Regions from separate parts of the Rattus norvegicus genome. Here region 2 is linked to region 1. The links are chromatin contacts, called in public Hi-C maps. All regions are on one chromosome and are shown on one strand. Each heading gives the region's core, a stretch centred on a gene start, on an enhancer-like site or on the middle of the called end of the contact. The rest is flanking DNA. Distances are from core to core; before and after follow the strand shown.

Evidence for each region. A called contact is a pair of places that touch in the nucleus more often than the background predicts.
Region 2: a contact with region 1 is called in a Hi-C map of the A7r5 cell line, with 5 times the contacts expected there. The contact joins the promoter of Gtsf1l here to the promoter of Srsf6 in region 1. A contact is called at or near these places in 7 of 12 Hi-C or Micro-C datasets (the A7r5 cell line, the Rat2 cell line, Schwann cells and 4 more).

The regions. Positions count from the first base shown.
Region 1 is chr3:172,007,779-172,010,478 of GRCr8, reverse strand. It overlaps Srsf6 (serine and arginine rich splicing factor 6), which reads right to left and starts at 1,407. Exons shown (of 6, transcript NM_001014185.2): 1 at 1,172-1,407; 2 at 824-972. The coding sequence starts at 1,278.
Region 2 is chr3:172,156,800-172,159,499 of GRCr8, reverse strand. It overlaps Gtsf1l (gametocyte specific factor 1-like), which reads left to right and starts at 1,272. Exons shown (of 2, transcript NM_001399371.1): 1 at 1,272-1,347.

The DNA of each region.
Region 1 (2,700 bases), core at 158-2,657:
AATCCTCACCATCACCCTGCGTCTAATGGCAAAAGGCTGCTGTCGTCATGGCTTCCGGTAAGGTCAGCCAAAGGGTCATAGGGCAAGGGTCACACAATGTATGGAAAAGCCAAGGCCAATCAGGAAAGGCAGTCATCTTAGCCTCAGTGGACACAGCCTCAGCCCCATTGGTCACTTTCAAATTGAAACATCAAGGACTTGTTAAAAAGTTTGAATTCAACATGCAACAATTTCAACATTAAACATTTCACATAACCAAAATCCCCCCAACCCCCTCCCAGTAACATGCCAACTAGTTCAGATACAGCATAAAGCTTATTTAGATTTACTTGGTGGTACTATGCCACATTACTTAGTTTAAAATGGCACTTTCTTTGCCCCCCAAGTCTCCCATCTCTAAGACTTAGGCTTCAAGCTCCTCCCCTCTCCCCGCCCCCTGCCCCACCTCCACCCCAGCCTTCCTTAAAACTTCCTCCACGCTAGCTAAAAGCACTGACAGATAAGCAAGGGGGAATAGTACAAATACAGCCAACCCTCGCGTTCAATAATGGCAGAAACCACGTCAGTGCCAGAGGGCCAACTTAGGCCACTCCTCCCAAACTTAAGTCAACTGGCCATCCGACCCCATTCCCCGCGCTCCGGTGTCCCACGGCTACCCGGGCATGCGTGGAGGTAGAGGAGCCTAGGAACACCCAGGGCCGACAACCCCCGGCCTCCGCGCCTGCCCGGGCTGGGGAGGTCCCACCCTGCCCACCCCGGTGACTGCACCCGCCCCGTCCCCCCCAGGTACCCAGGACGCGGAGCGCGCGGGGGTAGGACTCACTGCGGCTTCCGTAGCTGTAGCCATCGCGGTCCCGGCGCGGGCCCCGGGCGTGCTCTACGATCACGCGCTCGCCGCACAGCTCCTTGCTGTTCAGCTCGTAAACGGCGTCGTCCGCATCACGGGAGTCCTCGAACTCCACGAAACCGTACCTGAGGAGGGGCGGAGCGCGAGCCGCGCACCGGCGGGCGTGTCGTTAGCCGGCGCCGCGCGCTCCCGCGACCTCCCCCGCGCGCGCTCGAGGCGCCGCCGCCATTTTAGAGGCCCTGCCACGCGGCGTCCCGGCCTTGGCCGACTCGGTCCTTGGGGGATCTCTCCGCCTCGGGGCGCGGCCTCCCAGACCCGACTCACCCATTTTTGAGGTCGATTTCGAGGAGGCGGCCGTAGCCGCTGAAAAAGCGCTGGATGTCCTTCTCGCGGACGTTGTAGCTCAGGCGTCCTATGTAGACGCGCGGCATGGCCGTGGTGGGTGTTCTCCCGGAGGCTAGCTGAGGTGCGGCGGGCCGCGGGGCAGGGGCTGCGGTGCGGGTGCGGGGACGGCGAAGGCCCGAACACGCGCCTCACACCGCAGCTGCGGCCGAGTCAGCCACACAATGGTGCGCGCGCGCGCGCTGGCCTACGCTATAAGTGACCGGGGGCGGGGCGCGGCGCGTGACGTCGGCGCGCAGCACGTCCTCTCCCGCGCCGCGTTCCACTCCAGAGGGGCTGGGGCGGCTGCAGCGTGTGCTGGGCTAGGTGCGAGCCGAGCTCGCTTCCCTGATGTCCCCTGGTGCTCGGCACCCTCTTCCGAACACAGCCGAGACCGGGACCTTTGACTAGTACCCATTAATAAACTGTTCTTGTGCCCGGGCACGCGGAGAACAAAATCCTATTTCTCATTGGTTGTCCGGGCAGTCGGTCTAGACAATCTTGCTCTCTGATTGGTGTACTAAGAAAAAGAGGTTGCACTTTCCTTTCAGCGGGTAGCTCGTGCTGGTTTCGATGGGTATAGAGGACTCTTGGGAGTCGGACAGTTCCTTAGTTTCTCAGAGACCTGGGATCTGTCCCTGAGGTTTAGTGACCCGCAGGGGAGTGCTGTGGCGGATCTCGGTGGCGTCCCTCACTCTGCTCCGAGTTCTGACAGCTCTGAATCCCGCGCTCGCGGCGACTCTTCACAAAGGGACTATGGGTGGGCCCCATGCACCAACAGGCGGGCGCTGGAAGCTTGGAATCAGACCTTGTGGTTCTCCAAAACCCCCGACCCCTACCCTTACTGTCCTTAACCTGGTTGACTCCGAAGGCAAACTATATATGAAACAGAAACACACACATAGGAGTTTATGGAGGTGACATTTAACGCTGTAGAGGTAGATAAACAAAACACAGTCTCCCCCTCTCCGTGAGTAAAGTTAATTGACTACGATAGGAGCATGCCTTGGGAGTACTCGGAAATTAAGGACGGCCAAGCTTTGGCTAGAGAGGTAAGGAAACTGAAAGCAGACATAGTGTGATGGAAGCTGGGAGAAAAGACTGTAACCGAGCTAGTACGTGTTCTTCAGGAATTTGTTTTCTGCCCGGAATCTCCACAGCCCCAGGCTTTTCAACTAGGATGGGAAGAGGCGATTCTGTTATCTGGGCCAGACCGGCAATTAGAGTAGCAACCCAGGAGATGAGTTAATAATATTATCTGGAGGGAAGAGAACTAACTTCCTTAAGTTAGAACTAGAAAAAATATAGGTACACAGCCTTAAAAAAATATTCATGGAACACAGAATGAATTCAATACTTAAGTTTCCTTTTATCAAATTGTCAATTTCTTAAAACGTGTTAAATTTTATTTGTGAGTGGTGAGAAGACCGAAGCAGGTAAAGAAAGGTGCTTGCTGCCAAGCCGGAGGACCC
Region 2 (2,700 bases), core at 23-2,522, 150 kb before region 1:
CAACTGCCTGTAACGCCAGTCCTCCAAGATCCAACACCCTCTCTGACCTCTGAGAGCACCAGGTGCACACTTGGTCCACCTACATATATGCAAGCAAAGCAAGACACTCATAAACACAAACTAATAAAATAAATCTTAATAAATAAAAGTGGGTGCTAGAAGACAGGGTCATCAGCTAAGAGCCCTTGCTGCTCATACAGAGAACCCACAGCAGGCTCTGACAACCTCCTACAACACCTGCTTCTGGTCTCTGAGGGCGCCACATACACACAGTATACACTTACACGGAGACACATATAAATAAAATAAATCTTTAAGGTCAAAAGAAGTGAAATTAGAGTGTGATGGCACTAACGGTGGCCGGCCGGTCAGTCAAAAGGAAGTTCAGGAAGCTGAACTTGAATCAGAAGGACAGTGGTTCCCTAAGCAGGGGTAAGAAGCAAGCTAAGCCAGAATAGCAGAGGCAGGTGCAGATTCTAGAAGCAAGAGGACCCCAGTTCGATTCCCGGCACCCACAAGAGGAGAAACAGAAGGAAATCTCAACGATACAAAATGACAAGAGCAGTGAGGTCCAGGGAGGCCTTTAGATCAGAGTTAGAGCTCTCCCTTCAGTACCCCTTTCCATCCCTTATGTAAGTCCTAGTCTGCCCTGCCTCCTTTGAGAAGCTCACATGCATGCAGGAGTCTACGGAGGCCAGAAGAGGGCACCAAGCTCCTCTAGAACTGGTGTAATAGACAACTGTGAGCTCTCATGAGGGCGTTGGATCTGAAAGAACAGACGTATTTAAGTACTGAGTAATCTCTCCAGTCTTCTGTTGAGGTTTGATCTGTTGCTGTGTGTTACAATGCTAAATTCTGGGTTTTTGTTTGTTTGGTTTTTGTTTTTGTTTTGTTTTGTTTTTTGTTTGTTTGTGGGGTTTTTTTGTTTTTGTTTTTGTTTTTGTTTTTTGTTTGTTTGTGGGGTTTTTTTGTTTTTGTTTTTGTTTTTTTTTTGTTTTGTTTTTTTTTGAGCTGAGGACTGAACCCAGGGCCTTGCGCTTGCTAGGCAAGCACTCTACCACTGAGCTAAATCCCCAACCCCACAATGCTAAATTCTGAACCCAAAGGTCTGGCCTATGAGTGAATTCTCATCGTTACCAGCTTTTCTTGTGCAAAACCTTGTCCCTTAATTTAAAACCACTGGTTAAATAAAAATGGCTACAACCAATTACTGGAAGGATTAGAGGTAGGTGGGTTTTGAGTTACCTGGCTGGGGGGTGGAAACAGGAGAGGGAGAGAGGAGAGACCACAATGGGAGAGAGAAGGCACCATGAGAGGAGATGGACCATGAGCCAAGAGAAACAGCAGGTATCTGGGGACACTGCTGGGGATCAAAGCCAAGTAAAATAACGACAAACTGAGTCTCATCTATGTGTAAGCTAGTTGGGAATAAGCTTAAATTAGTTGTGTTACACGCCTCCAAAATATCTTTATAAAACCCTAACTCAGCTTCATAAAAAGCAATAGCAGTAAAACAAGGTTTAAAATGCAAAGAGGTTGAGGATGTGTGTAAGACCTTAGGTTCAGTCTCCAGCACTAAAAGGAAGAAAGGGAGGGAGGGAGGAGGGTTGGTGGATTAAAAGACAGCTGCACATGATCCAGCAAGGGTAAAGTAGTAACTTGAAATTTTGGTAAATCGAGGACTAGTGAGATGTCTCAGTGGTTGAGCCCTTGCTGCTCTCCCACATGACCCGAGTTCAGTTCCCAGCACCCACGTGGTGGCTTACAGCTGTCTGTCACTCCAGTTCCAGAAGATCCAGAGCCCTCTTCCGGCTCGGCACACACACGGTGCACTTGCACACATGCAGGAAAAATGCTCACACACAAAATTAAAAAAAAAATTAAAAAGACACTGGTAAATCATCCGTGGATGATTCAATTTGTAATTACTAAACAATTAGAAAAATGCACAGGGGCCGGAGAGATGGCTCAGCGGTTAGGAACACTGACTGCTCTTCCAGAGGTCCCGAGTTCAAATCCCAGCAAGCACATGGTGGCTCACCACCATCTGTAATGGGATCCGATGCCCTCTTCTGGTGTGTGACAACAAACTTGCATATAAAAATAAATAAATAAATAAATAAATAAATAAATAAATAAATAAATAAATAAAAGAAAAATGCACAGATTGAGGAAGGGGTAGAAATATTTCTTTAACACTGTGTACTTAAAATGAGGAATGATGCCAGGTGTGCTGGCGCTGTAAGAAACTGTAGCATGCAGGAAGCTGGGGCATGAGGGTTTTAAGTTTGGAACTGCCTACACTAAGACCTAGTAGCCTGGATAGACGGATGGAGGGAGGGAGGGAGGGAGGGAGGGAGGGAGGGAGGGATGGATGAATGGATAGATGGATAGAGAAAAACATGAACCGAAAAGAGAGCAGGAACTAAGGACTGAGGATGTAGCCCAGTTGCCAGATCACTTGCCATAAACACATGAAGCTCTGGATTTGGTCCCCAGCACCATGTAAATTGGATATGGAGGCACACATCCATAATCCCAGCATACAAGGTCATATCAAGGTCAAGGCCAACCTGAGCTAAAGGAGACCTTGTCTCCGAGAGGGGAGGGGGACAGCAGAGGAACAAAGGAAGGACTTGGAAGGAATGGCAGGAAGACTCATTGGGTAAAAGTGTTTGGGGGTTGGGGATTTAGCTCAGT